Linked DNA regions of Capra hircus: region 2 is linked to region 1. The links are chromatin contacts, called in public Hi-C maps. All regions are on one chromosome and are shown on one strand. Each heading gives the region's core, a stretch centred on a gene start, on an enhancer-like site or on the middle of the called end of the contact. The rest is flanking DNA. Distances are from core to core; before and after follow the strand shown.

Region 1 (7,437 bases), core at 2,614-5,113:
AAAGCCCCAGAACCGTCTGTCTGTGAAATCCAGGAGGAGCCCCAGTTGTCCCACAGAGAAAGCTGGTCACGGGGGTCCCCAGCCACATCAGACCTTGAGCCCTGGGGGCCGGGCCTGGGGCCTCCGGGCAGGTGCACTTGCCTCCCCTCCTGGTGGAAGGGCGATGCTGGTTCTGGGGTTATTGGGAGGCTCAAACAGGGTCCCACGTGGGGCATGTCAGAGGAGGTGGCAGCCAGGCGGTGAGCCCCGCGGCTTCCAGGGGCTGTAATTTTCTACCCATATTCTATTGTGAAAAACTTCAAGTGTTTATCCAAAAACGACGTGGTAAATGCCCTGGCTCCTGCGCTCACACCTTGAGCTGCTCTCTGTCACATGCTGTCCCCCTGCCCCCTCTCCACCCTGTCCTGGAGTCCCCTGCCCACCCCCCACCCTGTCCTGGAGCCTCCTGCCCCCTACTCCCGCTGCCCTGTCCTGGAGCCCCGTGCTCCCCCTCCCCCTCACTGCCCTGTCCAGGAGCCCCCTGCCCACCCTCCACCCTGTCCTGGAGCCCCCTGCCCACCCCCCACCCTGTCCTGGAGCCCCCTGCCCCGCCCCCCCACCCTGTCCTGGAGCGTCTGCTGGTGGACTTGCTCTGGTGAATCGCAGACATGGGTGCAGCCCCCGCGACATTTGAGGGGACCCATTGTGAGCTCATGATTCATTTATATTTTTCCATCTCGGGCTCGCACTCAGGGACATCCTTAGCGGGTTTGCTGAGTCGTGACAAGGGGTTGCCCTGGCCCACACCCAAGCCCTGTCCAGAGACAGCCCTTCGCTGTCACCCTCAGAAACTTCTCGAAAGCCTCCGCTTGGACCCCCACTCTCCCCGGGGCGTCAGGGTCCCCGGGTTGGTCCGGGAGTTCTGGCAGCGCCGGCTCTGCATCCTGGCCCCCTGACCCCTGGCTGCGCCCTGAGCCCGGCCGATTCCGGGGCTCCCGCATCAGTGGGGCTCGCTCTCCCTCCCGCCAGGTCAAACATCAAGCCCGACAAGGCCAACGCCAACCACCACAGCTTCCAGATGTACACGTTCGATAAGACCACCAACTGCAAAGCCTGCCGTATGTTCCTCAGGTGAGGGCCCTGCCCTGCCCACTCCCGGCCCCCGAGGGCGCCTGGGGCTGCCCTGTCCTGCGTTCTCAGAGCTGAGCGCCCCTAGGCCAGCGCTACGCTGGGCCCCAAACAGCCAGGGGAGCGGCCCGTCTATGTGGGCCCGGCCTGCCCTCGGTGCTTGGGATCCAGTGGGGAGGGGAGGCGGTTGTCCCAGGGGGCCCGTCACAGGAGCTGCAGAGCCAGGCCGATCGTCCAAGGGGAGGGCCAGCACCAGGCTGTGCGTTCAGGAGGGGGTCCTGGGGGCTCTGGGCTGGCTGCTCGCGAGGGGCGGAAGGCCAGGCAGGCCGGGGCTCACCTCGCCCCCCGCCCTCCCCTGGCACAGGGGTACTTTCTACCAGGGCTACCTCTGCACCAAGTGTGGCGTTGGGGCACACAAGGAGTGTCTGGAAGTGACCCCTCCCTGCAAGATCAGTGAGTACCGACCCTGCCCCGCCTCTGGGGCGCGAGCCCTGGGGGCCGGCCCATCCCTCAGCCGCCCCTCTTCTCCTTTCCTGCGGTGGCGGCCCCACAAGACAGGGACCGGATGAGCAAGCCGAGGCTCAGGGTCGGGGCATCTGCCCCTGGGCACACAGACCCAGCCTGAGAGCGGGCGGGGGCGCCACAGCCAAGCCCTCCTCCTAACCGCCCTCTCGCTGGCTTTTCTCTGCCTCTTCAATGCCTTCAACGCCTTCTGCCTTTTCTCTGCCTCACAGCAGTTAAGACCCTAGACCCCTACCTGGCCCAAGGCACAGAACGTCCTTGGCAGTTCGTGGAGGTTTCCCTTCACAGAGGAACACCTCGGCCCCTGGGTCCCCTGCATGCCCAGCATTTATTACACAAGGCTCCCCTTGCCCCCGAGCCCATTTGTCAGATGGGAAGGCTGAGGCTCCTCTGAATCATCTTGGTTTGGGGGATGAGCTGGGGGAGTGCCCAGCCTAGAGCTGCTGGATGGCAGCCGGAAGCCTCAGACGGTTCTGAAAGATTGCAGCCGCCGCGGTCAGGGCTGGCTGCCCGTGGCACAGCACGGGCATGGGCCTGTGCTGAGTGTCAGCACCGCTTGCCATGCTTCACGTGGGCCCAGCCGACCCCGCGGCCCCGTGAGATGGGGCGGCTACGCTGCCATCCACGCCTGGGGGACCTGTGCTCAGAGAGGCCTGACACGCTCCAGGTAGATGGGAGGACTTGCCAGGCCTGCTGATCACCCAAAATACCAGCACCCGGAGCAGGAGAGTTTCTGTCAGTTCTTCACTTCCTGCGGCTGCTGGCCCAGTGCCCTGACCCGGGAGGAGGGTCCGACAGGTCAGCCTGGACCCCCTCATCCCAACTGAGCCCGCTGCCGCCCATTGTGGCCCAGCGTGCTGCTCTGCTCCCAGCTGGAGGGAGCCGCCGGCCCCCCTGGCCCCAGAGAAGGCGGCTTTTCATTTTTGCCTGTGGATACCGCCCTCTGGTGGCCGCGTGTCCTTCATGTCAAGAGACCGGACGGTTCATTTCTTTTGACTTTTTTTTTTTTTTTTCTGATCTTGAAAGTAACGTATTTATTTGTCAGAAATAATAGAGGGCCAAAAAAAAAAAAAAAAAAAGAAGAAATGGAATAAAGAAGAAAATAATTATCTGTTATGAGCGTATTAAGAAATAATCAAAGGTGGTATTTGGCGTATTCCCTGACTCATTTTCTAAGTTTTAAATAATCTTTCTGTTTCTCCTTGCCCTCTGATTGTCAAATACCCACTTTCCATACAAAATGAGGAGGAAAGTAAAGGGGATAAAAGCAACTCATGATCACACCAGGCAAAACCAGCCGCTGATGGCCGTCACACGCCTTCTTCCTTTTTTTGCAGTCCCCCATTCCCATCCTTTTTAGGTTTGTGTGTTTTTCATATGTACAGCTGGGGACTTCCCGGGTGGCGCCAGTGTAAAGAATCCGCCTGCCAATGCAGGAGACGTAAGAGACACGGGTTTGATCCCTGGGTTGAGAAGATCCCCTGGAGGAGGAGGACAAGGCAGCCTACTCCAGTATTCTTGCCTGGAAAACCCCATGGACAGAGGAGCCTGGCGGGCTAGTCCACGGGGTTGCGCAGAGTCGGACACAACCCAAGTGACTTAGCACACACACGGACAGCTGAGGCCTCACCGGAGAGGCCATGGTGTGTCTTTCGCAAGCTGACATTGTCAGCATCCTCTCCGTGACTCTGAGAGCCCTGGTGGGCACCGGGCTTTGTTTTAAGAGGTCGTGGTCCCTCCAAGGGCAGGTGCATGACCCCCTCTCTTGTCTCTGCCCTGCCGCAGCCCCGCCTGGCTTTTTCTCCTCGGCACAGTCCAAGCTGCTTCCTTTCCTCCCACGTGTTTATCCTTCCTCTCTGGGCCAGGCAGGTTTGCCTTCTGCTGCCCCCGGGGCCAGGATGTCCCAGGGAGATGCTGGTCCCTCCCAGGGCACCTCTTCCCAGGAAGCCTCCCCTGGGGGCACCAGCTGCCTGGCCGCCCGGTGCCTGACACCCCTAACCTCTGCTCTTCAGGGTCGGATTCCTGCATCTGCCCAAGGCAGGCTGCGATTGTGAGTGTGAGGTGGTGTTGAAGGCCCTTCAGCCACACGTCAGCCGCTGTGGCGCTTGCTTTGTCCAGCGGTGGAGTTGGCCGCCTGGCTGGTTGGATGGCTGGGGCCCAGCCCAGTGCTGTGTCCTCCCCTAGGGTCACCCCAGGGCAGGCGGAAAGAATCTCTAGAATGTTCGCCTTCCATCTGACAAGCTGGCGTGCCCCGTGTGCGAGGGCGGGTGGGCTGACAGAGTAGCTCGCCTCCTCCGCCTCCTGTCCCTGGCCCATGGCAGGCGTCACTGGTCAGCTGGGGCTCTCTCCCCTCTGGGCCGGGGTTCTGCCCAGTGGCTGGGGAGCTGCCACCTGGGAGCAGCCTTGGTTCGTGCAGGAAACCTGTTGGCCATGGGGGCTTCTCCCTTGGGCCCCCTGTAACCAGAGCTCAGGGTTTGTCGTTAAAAGTAACAGGGATTTTCACGGTCACCAGCCGTGCGTGTCCATAATCCTTGTCTGAGCCCACGGGCCTTGATGTGCCCCTCCTGGCGCACTTGGGCGCCCCCAGCGGGTCTTATCATGAGGCAACAGCCCCCTGGTCCACAGTGCTGGCCCCTTGCCCTCTGACCCCCGTGTGCTTCCATTTCAGGTTCTCCTGCAGACCCGGTGAGTCCGCCAAACCGTGCCCTTCCCACTGCCCTGCACCACACACCACGCTGTGCCCGGAGCCAGAAAGACCCAAGCATTCCAGCCCTCAGGCTCGTGGGGCCAGGCTGGCTCGCAGAGCCCCCGCGGCTCACGAGGGCCCTTTGTTTTCTGTTGTGGTCACCACACAGAAACGGGCCCCCGGGCGCGGCCTCCTGGCCGACAGCTTGTCCCCCAGCCCAGCTGCTGCCTGCCGTGTCCTGCTGGTGGCTGTGGGTGCTCAGCTCCGCGACAGGCATCCACCCACCTCCCTCCCGTCCCGATTCGATGTAGTGCCCTGTCTTGAACTAATCAGAGATGAAGTCGCTGAGTTCACTTACGGGCCGTGGACGTCACGTCTTTCCCCGGCCGTGCGGTCCAGCACTTAACAGGCTCTTACATGGGGTGCAGAGATGTGCCCCACATTTATTGTGTGCAGCAGGACCCGTCCCAGACAGAGAAGACAAGCCCCAGGCTGCGAGCAGGGGTGGCCCGGGCGGGGTGGTCAGGGCAGGCTTCCTGGAGGAGGTGGGAGTTAATGGTCAGGGGTGGGAGGGGGAAGAGGACAGATGTCCCGGGGCTGCGGAGGGGCGCCGAGGTGGAGGGTGAAGGCCCCACGGGGGAGCTGTCACAGGTCCCTGAGGGTGTCCAGGGCGTGTCCCCTCTGCTCCCTCCTCCCTGCCTTGACCTCTCTCGTTGGGGGTAGGGGGTGGGGGGTGTCTCGCTTGGGCAGGCTTCTGTCCTCACTGTTGTCTGTCCTTGCCCTCACAGGAAGCCTCTGGAGCAGGGCCAGGTGAGTCTGGGACTTGGGCCTTCTCTGCTGTCGTCCTTGTCGGCAGTCACCCTGGGAGCCTGGGCCTGGCCACGGCGGCTGCCGGCTTTGCCCCAAGTTCTCAGCTCCGGGCCCCAGGACCTGTGCGTCCTCTAGCCCCGTCTCCCTCCTGCCTCCATGGCCAGCTCCCCTGGGAGCCGTCTTAGTTTCTGTCACAGCGCCGGGGTGGGGACAGGGCCCAGCCTGCCCAGGGTCCTTTCAGCCCAGGAGAGACTCTGAGCTGCGGCCTGGAGACCCCGAGCGGAGCAGATAGCTGTGCTCCCAGTTTCTCCCGTCCCCCGTGTCCCGGTTGCTCTGAACTGGACCAAAGGAGAGCTGAAAGCATCAGGAGCGACACAGCCCGAGCTGCAGACAAAGTCCAAGCCAGTCATGAGAAGCCACGCTCCCGCCTCCGGGGCACCAGAGTCAGAACCAGACCTGGCAGATGCGGCCCATGCAAGGCTGGGCCGGTCAGAGCAGGGCTCGAGAGACCCACAAGCTCTCGGGGGCGCAGCCGGGCCCCCGTGTCAGCCCGGAGCAGCCGGGTGGCTTGGTAGGCCGCTGACCCCGCTCCCTTCTCTAACGGGAGGAATGTGCGATCTCCCGCCACCGGTCCCAAGGTGTCTGCAGGAAGATACATAAAGTGCTCTTTATAAACAGGTTACTGTTACGGAAATGGCACCCTGCATCTGTTCATCACATAAATAGTTTATTGATACTTACGATATTTAACAAAGAGACATGGGAGTCTTAGGGGAAGATTTCAAGGAGGGACGCTATAGGGCCTCGTCCACTTCCAGGAGCCCCGAGAGGTCCGAGAAAGCCGAGGAGGCCAAGGGCACCTTGGGACGAAGTCACCAAGCCAGGCGTCTCTGGCCCTGTCCTCCGCAGGTCCCAAGATGGTGGCCGTGCAGAATTACCTTGGCAACCCTGCTCCCCCTGGGAAGCCGGTGCTGACCTTCCAGACGGGCGATGTGATCGAGCTGCTGAGAGGCGACCCCGAGTCTCAGTGGTGGGAGGTGGGTCCTGGGAGGTTCTCGCCCCCATCTGCCCCCCTTCACTCCCCAGGGCAGAAGTGGAAGTGCCGCATTTCCAGGCAGGGGTGGGTTTGCGGTGCTAGACCATCAGAGGGAAGATGGCTGTTCGCAGGGCCTGGGTGCCGGGGTGTCTGCTTTGACATGGCAGGGGGAGCAGCATCCCCTCGCCAGAGAGACCGTCGTCCGAGTCCTCTCCCCGCGGCCTCCTGCCTGGGCTGTGTCCTGTACACCTCTCCCACCCTGCTTCCCAGCCTGCCCCAGTCCAGGCCAGCACCACGTGCCCAGCGCTGGGGGGACAGCATGTCCGAGGCCCTGCACAGCCGTCCCCCAGGAGACACAGGTCCCCGTGATGGTCTGTGGTTCTGGGCTGAGAATCCTGCTGTTCCGGTTAGGGGGCCTGAGAAGGGGGGTGGGATGGCCAGCGCTGCTCCTCTCCTGAGCCCCACCCCCGGGGGTCCACATGGCGCCTCAGGAACCCGGGGCACTCACCCAGCCCGGGGACCACAGTGACCTGCTCAGAACTGACGCCAGCGCACGTGTCCGTCAGCGCCGAGTCCTGTCACTGGCAGCCTCGTCGCTGCGTGCGGTCCCCCCACTGAGTCCTTGCTCACGGCTCACTGCGCTAGGCCGCGCCTCACGTAACTGCAGATTTGCGGGCTGAGTCGGTGGCTGCAGTCCGGTCTCCCCCACGCTGACCCAGCCACCCACTGCCCCTCCTTTCCCCAGTGTCCCCGGGGCTCTGAGGTCTGAGTGGTCCTGCAGAGACTCTTGGCTGATGGGAAGGTGGGGATTGCTGGGGGAACCTTGGGAGGGAGCGGGGAGAGTGAGCCCCGGACCCCAGGTCCATGTCCCCTTGACAGCTCGGGAAGGGCCGGTGTGGATGAGAGGAGATGGCTTCCAGGAGGCGGGCTCTGGTCCCAGTGCTGAGCGAGTTTTATCCCTCCTCTGGGGCCTCAGTGTCCTTGTCTGGGAAGCGGGGTGCTCCCGCTTCACCTTTCTGCCCAGAATGGCTCTGAGTTCAGCTGAGGTGACAACAGAGAGGTGATGCTGTAACAGGCTTCTCAGGGACTCCCCTTGTCCTCCTTGGGATAACCCCCTGCCTCCCCCCAAAACTAGCCAGGCCAGGCCCCGCACACCCTGACCCTCTGTCCACTCCCAGGGTCGGCTGGTGCAGACCAGGAAGTCAGGCTACTTCCCCAGCTCGTCTGTGAAGCCCTGTCCTGTGGATGGAAGGGTGAGTACTTTTCACGGAAGCTT
Region 2 (7,437 bases), core at 2,744-5,243, 160 kb before region 1:
ACAGTCTAGTGTTTAAGCCTCTGAGTCCGTTTCACGCATTTATGACTCCTATGAAAGGAGATACCGGGGTTTAAAACTGTAGTGGCAGTGCTTTGCTGAGCTGTTGGTTTATTTATTTGGTGTGTTTTTTTTTTTTTTTTTTTTTTTAAGCTGTACAGCTTGCAGGATCTTAGTTCCCTGACCAGGGAATGAACCCCTGCCCTCGGCAGTGAAAGCGCGGAGTCGTGACCCCTGGATTGCCAGGGAATTCCCTCTGTGGTTCCATTTAACAGCGTTTTTGACCACCTACCACGGGCTGAGCCCAGTTTGCAGGGCTGGGAGTGGACTGGGGACAGGCCAGAGATGGCTCCTGTGACCACAGAGCTGACGATCTAAGGGGATGAGACGGAGCCACAGAAAAGTGCGGAGAAGGCCGAGTCAGAGGGAGAGAGGGTGCAAGCCGCGTGCCATCCGGGCCAGAGTCCCAGGCAGAGGCCGGCAGGTGCAAAGGCCCTGGGGTGAGGGCACTGCTGGGTGAGGCTGCGGAGCTGCAGCAAGTGAGATCATCGGGAGAGCAGCCATGCCACGTGGGACCCGCCTGGGAAGACATCTGGTTTCATCTCTGGTGAGGAGGAGCCACGGAGTGTCCCTGTCTGGGCAGGAGAGTGACAAGGCCTCACGAGGTTTGACTGGGTCTTTGCTGACTGCTGAGGACAGACTGGAGGGGCCCAGGGTGCTGCAGGTGAGGCCGAGGGGCTCAGAGAGTGGGGGCCTGTGACCCTCCGTCCCTACTTTGAAGTATGTGACTCCCTGCCCTGTGGGCTTCATCTATGCCACTGGGCTGGGACTCCCAGCTTCCTGCCTCTCCTGTGGACCATCCAGCGCTCAGCACAGGCCTGTCTGGCTAAGGAAATGTGCCATCACGGTGGGCCACGCGTGCCCAGTTGCTCAGTCATGCCCGACTCTGCGGCCCCATGGACTGCAGGCGCCAGGCTCCTCTCTCCATGGGGACCCTCCAGGTGAGTGTGCTGGAGTGGGCTGCCACGCCCTCCTCCGGGGGAGCCCTCCCAGCCCAGGGGTCAGACCCAGGTCTCCTGCGTCACAGGCGGGTTCTTTACCACCTGAGCCGCCTGGAGCCCCGCGTGCAACCTCCAGAGGACGCCGCTCACGTGCAGGCCATGGCCTGGGAGCCCCGCGTGCAACCTCCAGAGGACGCCGCTCACGTGCAGGCCGTGGCCTGGGAGCCCCGCGTGCAACCTCCAGAGGACACCGCTCACGTGCAGGCCATGGCCTGGGAGCCCCGTGTGCAACCTCCAGAGGACACCGCTCACGTGCAGGCTGTGGCCTGGGAGCCCCGCGTGCAACCTCCAGAGGACGCCGCTCACGTGCAGGCCGTGGGCTCCTTCCCAGGGCGCCGTCTCCATGGAGCGTGATGGGAGCTGTGCCCCCTGGAGGTGTGCCAGGGGTCGTCTTGGAAGCAGCTGAGTCTGAGAGGGGGTGGTTGCCGGCAGGACGTTTCGGAACGGTGTCCCCTCTCCCTGAGCCGTCCTCTGACTTGATACAGCCCAGCCGTGCTAATGACACCCACACTGAAGGTTTGGAAGAGCTCCATCAGGCTCCCTTCATTCATGCGGTCCCACCCAGCCCGACTTCAGAGCCTCCTCCAAATCCTGTGAGGTCCACGGGGCGGGCCAGTCCTCCTTAGGGAGCGCCTTAGGTCTCTGGGAGTCAGGAAGGCACTGGGACTGGCTCAGAAACACGCAGGGCTGAGGCCCAGGTCTCCTGCCTTGGTTCCCCTCCCAGCTAAACCTGATCCTGTGGGCGCTGGGCAGTGCCTGGCCAGGGGGCAGCCAGGCGGCCACAGTGCCCACCGCACCCACCAGGGGGCGGCAGACGATCGTCCGTGCAGTTGGCGCCGGGCTGCCCGTGTCCCCAGCTGAGGCTTCTCCTAAGGGCTGGTTCCCTGTCCAGGCGGGAAGACGGGGAGCGGTGAGAACCCCAAGGAGCACCCCAATCCGCCCCCAGCACTGTGCATAGCTCCCGGATAACTACTCCTGTCCCCTCCTCACCAGCGATTCCCACAGGGAGGGGGCTGTCCACTCTAGGGTGTGTGTGTGGGGGGTCCTGCCAGGGGAAGGTGCCCTGCAGCGTCTCAGAGGAGGAACGGCGGGAGGTGCTGCGTTCTGGCCCTGTCCCCACTTGGTGATTTCTCAGGGCGATGCTGGAGGAATCCGCCTGCTGTGAGGGGCGAGGCAGGCTGGATCCCAGCCGTCTCAAGCTGGCTCTTTCCTGTCCGTGTTCATGAAGCTGCCACACCTGCTTCCTCCTGGAAGGACAGCAACTTGGCCTGATGTCACTCCTGCCAGGGTCTGGGGTGGGGTCTGGGGTGTGCCCCGGGGAGGCTAGCCCCTCCCTCACTTCTCTCCATGGGCCAGAACCTGCCCGGGGTCCCTGTGCTTCCTCCTCGGTTTGGGAAGGGGCCAGCCTGACTCTCTGCAGAGACCAGTGCCCAGAATGGGGGGTGGGTGGCAGGGGGCCTCAGGGGACCCTCGCTGGCTAGCAGCGGACCCTCGCCCTGCCCTGGCTCCTGCCCCAGGAATGCCAACAAAAGAGGCAATCTGGGTCAGGAAGGCAGCTGCCCGGTGCTGCCCCAGGGCTCAACCCAAGTGTGGGGGGCCCAGGGATTGGTCACCCCCACCCTCATCCCAAGAATGCACTGCTCTTAGAAGGGGATCACACTTGTCCAGGTTCACCCAGCTGAGAATGGGTGTCCTGACAGCTGAGCCAGGATCCGCATCCTTTCACTGCCAGACTTTCTTCCTAGAAGTCCGCCCACCTTCGCAGGGGGCCAGCTGCTGGGAACACAGCCCACCCACTCCCCCCCCCCAGAGGGCGTGGCCCAGGAAGGAGTTCAAGGCAGGGTCAGGGGACCCCGCAGCCAGCGTGGAGGCGGCGCCACCCAGGGCCGGGTCTGGCTGCGTCCCCTCTCCTCTCTCCCACCTACCATGTCACGTATTCCATCTCCGACGCCAGGGTTTGTCCTCTGGGCAGCTGCCAGCGGCAGGCCTTTGGGTTACAGAACAGGGGAATCCCGGCCTTTGTGCGCGATCGGGGGCTTTCCTGCGGGTCCCTGCCCAGGGCACAGGACAGGAAGGGGCTCTGGGCGAGTCTCTGGCCCGTGTGCCTCCCGCCTCGAGTTCTCCTCCAGGGCCGCTTCGTGGACCGAGAGGGCGCCGGACGAGTCCGCCTAGCCTGTGCCCCCTCCAGGGTCTGTCCTGCCCGAAGGACCACGCAGAGGCCCCCAGCGCGACAAGGGCCACCTCCCGAGCTCCTCCTGAAACGCAGGAGGGGCGCAGAGACCACGACCGGCCGTCACTCCACAGGCGAGGTCGCGCGCCCGGGGCGCAGAGGTTCCCCAAAGTCCTGCTGCCTCTTGGAGAGAGTCCGCGGGCTTGGGGCCGCGGCCGCGCCGCTGCTCCCGCCCTGCGCAACTTCGGAGCGCGGCCGCGGGGCAGGAAGTGGGGGACGAGGGGCGGGGCCGGCGCGCCTGGCACCGCCCCCACCCCGCCCCGGGCCGCGCCCCCGCCCCCCCTGCACCCCGGAGCCGCCGAGCTGCAGAGTCGGGTAGCCGGGCACCGCGCGCTGAACTCGAAGGCGGGGCGAACAAAGCGGCGGCGGCGAGGGCGGCCCAGGCCCCGGACGCGCGGAGCGAGCGACCCTCCGGGCCTTTGTCTCGGGCGGGGCAGGAGCTGCGGCGGCCGCGGGGCGCCCCGAGCGCAGAATGAGGCGCCGGGCGGCGCGGATCGAGGGGCGCTGCGGCGGTGGGCTGCGCGGAGCCCGGCCCGGGGCCTGGAGGGACTTGCGTGTGTGAAGGGGGGACCCGGCCGGCTGCCCGGCGCCCGCCCCGCGACCGCACGTGGGCGAGGAGCCGAGGAGGCGGAGGAGGAGGGGACGCGCGGCGGCGCGGCGGGGGCCCCCGGGGCCGCCCGCGCGAAGCCCCGCCCCGGCCGCCGAGCCCCGCGCGGGCGGGCGGGATGCCCCGCGGCCGCCGCACTTTGGCCGGAGCGCGGCCCTGAGCTGGCCGGCCCGGCGGGCGCGGGCGCCATGGAGCAGTGGCGGCAGTGCGGCCGCTGGCTCATCGACTGCAGGGTCCTGCCGCCCCACCACCGCGTCGTCTGGCCCTCGGCCGTGGTCTTCGACCTGGCCCAGGCGCTGCGCGACGGCGTCCTGTTGTGCCAGCTGCTGCACAACCTCTGCCCCGGCTCCATCGACCTCAAGGACGTCAACTTCCGGCCGCAGATGTCCCAGGTGAGGGTCCGGGCGCGCCGGGAGGGGCCCCGGTGCGCGGCCGTTCGCGCCGCCGGGCGGCCCCGGGGCCCGGATCGCAGCAGCAGCTTCGGGGACGTCGGCGGGCGGCTGGACGGAGAGCCGAGAGTGGACGCGCCCCGGGCCTTGGAGCCGGCTGCTCCGAGGGGCGATCCCCAGAGGCACGAAGTTAGCCAAAGTCCCCCAAGCCCGGGGCGCGCCCCTGCCGCCTCCGGGCACTGCCTGGGAGCGCCCGCTGCTGGGTCCGCGCCTCGGGGGAATGTGGGCACATTGAGCTCCGGCGGGGCGCTCACCACCGCCTCTCTCCCTCCTGGGCCTTGGCGGCGGGACCCAGCGAGTCCCGGCCCTTGCGGACCCCAGAGATCCGGCTGCGCCGGTGGCCTCCTCAGGCGTAGTGTCCCTTGGCTTTGCGCCTGGTGGCTGGACGCCCTGGAAGGCGAACCGACAGGCAGCGGGCCCCGGGGCGCGGCGGGAGGGGCCGGCGGAGCCAGGAGCCGTAGCCGGCCGGGAGAGCGGGTGGGCCGGGGGCGCCGCCCCCTCACCGGCCTCAGCCTCCTCCTGACCCCCGTGGGAGGGAGCAGGCAGCGCCGCGACCCCGGATCGTGCAACTCAGTGGGAACCAGAGCCCCTCGTGGCTTCCCCAGGACCCTCAAGCGTGGCCTTTGTCGCGGCGGAGGCGCATGTGGCTACCCGGCAGGCAGGCAGGAAAATGTCTGCTTGGCCAGCAGGAGCTGCCTCTCTGGCTTCTAAGGAACTTGGTGAAGACTTAAGCAGAGGGCAGGCTGCTTCTTGCTCTCCTGACCACTCAGCCCCACCCCAGCACCTCTGAGGGGGCCATCCCGCAGCAGGCCAGCAGCAGAGCCCCTCTGCAAGCCTGGATGGACAAGGGCCCTTCACAAGTGTGACATCCGAAGTGAGCTGGGGAGGCGGGATGGCATGAGTCACTGCTTTTCCAGGCTGGACTGTGTGCCCTCTGCCCTTTGGCTGTGATCGCGTTTCCAAGGAAATGGGGGCACTCCTCCTCCCCATCCCCCAGGAGGATAGTGTGGCCTCTGACAAAGAGGAGTCCTGAGGGGGCAGGGGGCCACCCTCCCGCTCCACGGTGGCACATGGCCCAGGGAGGGCCCCAAGCTCCCTGAAGCCAGCGCCGACCCGGGCCCTGTCAGTGCTGAGCAGCCCCAGGTCCTGGGGCCGGGTGCCCTGATTGCGGGGTGCTCTTACAGATCCAGCCCTCTCCCTGGGGGGTTGGGAAGAACTGACCCGTTTTAGGGCTGGAGGAACTGAGGGGAGCAGGAGCTGCTGGGGGCAGAGCTGGGCCCGGAGTGTCTGCCTCTGGCTGTGAGCAGCAGGGCTGCCCACCCCCCCCCCCCCCCAGCTGATTGGCAGAGGGGCACAGCCAGGGCTGGGTCTTGGAGCTGGCCCCCCCACCCCCATCCCGCTGGGCACTGGTAGGGAGCTGGCTCAGCCCCAGTGCTGGAAATGCAGAGACTTCCCCCAGCTCGGGTGAAGGGGCGCCAAGGGGAGCTGGGCTGGGGGGAGGCCTGACGGGCGAGTGCTCTTAGTGAGGTGGGCACTGTCGCCTCCTGCCAGTGACCGCTTTAAGGGCCTCAGTTTCCCCATCTGTGTGGTGGGGACGGCAGTAGTGGCCGCCTTACAGCCGTGATGGAGGGTTCCACGAAGGAGGGTGGAGAACGCCCTTAGTGCTGTGCGCTGACTGAACGTTAGCAGTCTCCCCTGGACCTGGGCAGGCGTGGCCCCTTGTGGCTGACGGCTGGACCCCCCTGCCTGTCGTCTCATGGAGGGTGGAGCTGGCCGTATCGGTTTTTGTATGTCTGTGGCTGGCACGGGGTTGGTTGTGGGTGCTCTGTAAACCTGGGCTAGCTGGGGAGCCCTGTCTGTGTCTTCCCAGTTAAAGAACATTCTGCGGACCGCGTCTGGCTGTGCAGGGTTTGGGAGAGGAACGTGGGGTCTGTCTGTGTGGCTGCTCTTTGCTGTCTGGGGCTCTTTCGTGCCCGAGACGGAGGAGGGAAGAGGACGCGGTCCTCCTGGTCCGTGGTGATTGCATCCCAAGAAAACCGCAGCTGCCCCTTCTTGCCCATCCTGGGAGGCACAGGCCGCCCTTGTTCCTGTCTTACTATGTTTTTGGGTGCGTCGGGTCTTTGCTGCTGCGCGTGGACTTTCTCCGGCTGCAGCAAGCAGCTGTTTGTTGTGATGCGCGCGTGTGTGCCCCTCTCCTCACTGCAGTGGATTCTCTTGTTTCGGGGCGTGGGGTCTAGGCGCACGGGATTAGTTGCTCCGTGGCAAGTGGGGTCTTCCCCGACCAGGGATCGAACCCGTGTGCCCTGCATTGGCGGGCAAGTTCTTAACCAGCGAGCCGCTGGGGAAGTCCCCACCCCTGTTTCATAAATCAGACAGCTACATCTCAGAGAGGGCGAGGGACTTGCCCCAGGTCACACAGGTAACTGGTGGTGAAATGGAAACATGAGGGTTGGGCCTCCCTTTCAGGACTGTTTAAGTAAATTCTGATTTCAGAAACCTTTTCTCTGGCCTCTTCCTGGCTTTCTGACGGGTGCTCCAGGCCTGCTTCTCAGCCTGTTCCTTGTGTGTGTCTGTTTCCATGGGTGGGGCGGGGCGTGCCTGCCTGTTTCCCGTGGGGTCTGGCTACTTTGCTGGCCAGTGGGCGGGGCCCTTTTCCATCTCCCTGTGGCCCCTGCGCGCCTCTGCATGGCCCCGGCCAGCCCAGAGGCCTGCCCGAGGTCCCCTCGTTCCAGAATGCTGCTCTGGCCTCTCCTGTGACAGGTGACATCCTATTCTCAGGGCATTAGAGTGGACCTCCGCTGGGTTGTTGGCCCTGAAGACGCATCATAGCCGTGTGCACTTACTGAGTGTCTCCTGTGTGCAGAGCCAGGAACGAGGAAGGCTTCTCAGGCAGCCCCAAGTTGCTCCTTTGTCCTGCCCTTCTGGAGCTGGCAGGGTGTGCTTTAATTTTTTTTTTTTTTAATCCAAAATGCCTGGCAGCCACCTTGGGTTTAATTAAACTAATTAGGCATGGCCACAATCTGCTGATCCGAATACGAGATTGTGTGTCCCGAGCAGCTTGGGTTATGGCGTCCTGAGGTTGCTGATGACAGC

The links. A called contact is a pair of places that touch in the nucleus more often than the background predicts.
Region 2: a Hi-C map of blood shows a contact between it and region 1, with 5 times the contacts expected there. The contact joins the promoter of VAV2 here to the enhancer-like site in region 1. A contact is called at or near these places in 3 of 5 Hi-C or Micro-C datasets (all in blood).

The regions. Positions count from the first base shown.
Region 1 is chr11:104,007,692-104,015,128 of ARS1.2, reverse strand. It overlaps VAV2 (guanine nucleotide exchange factor VAV2), which reads left to right. Exons shown (of 27, transcript XM_018056170.1): 16 at 1,009-1,110; 17 at 1,472-1,560; 18 at 4,298-4,314; 19 at 5,104-5,125; 20 at 6,035-6,162; 21 at 7,340-7,414. Among named protein-coding and RNA genes, the nearest start is that of SARDH, 24 kb to the right of the region's middle. Within about 2 kb of position 3,863, at least 3 of the 5 cell types and tissues checked have an H3K27ac peak or open chromatin away from gene starts, as enhancers often do.
Region 2 is chr11:104,168,776-104,176,212 of ARS1.2, reverse strand. It overlaps VAV2 (guanine nucleotide exchange factor VAV2), which reads left to right and starts at 3,993. Exons shown (of 27, transcript XM_018056170.1): 1 at 3,993-4,287. The coding sequence starts at 4,084.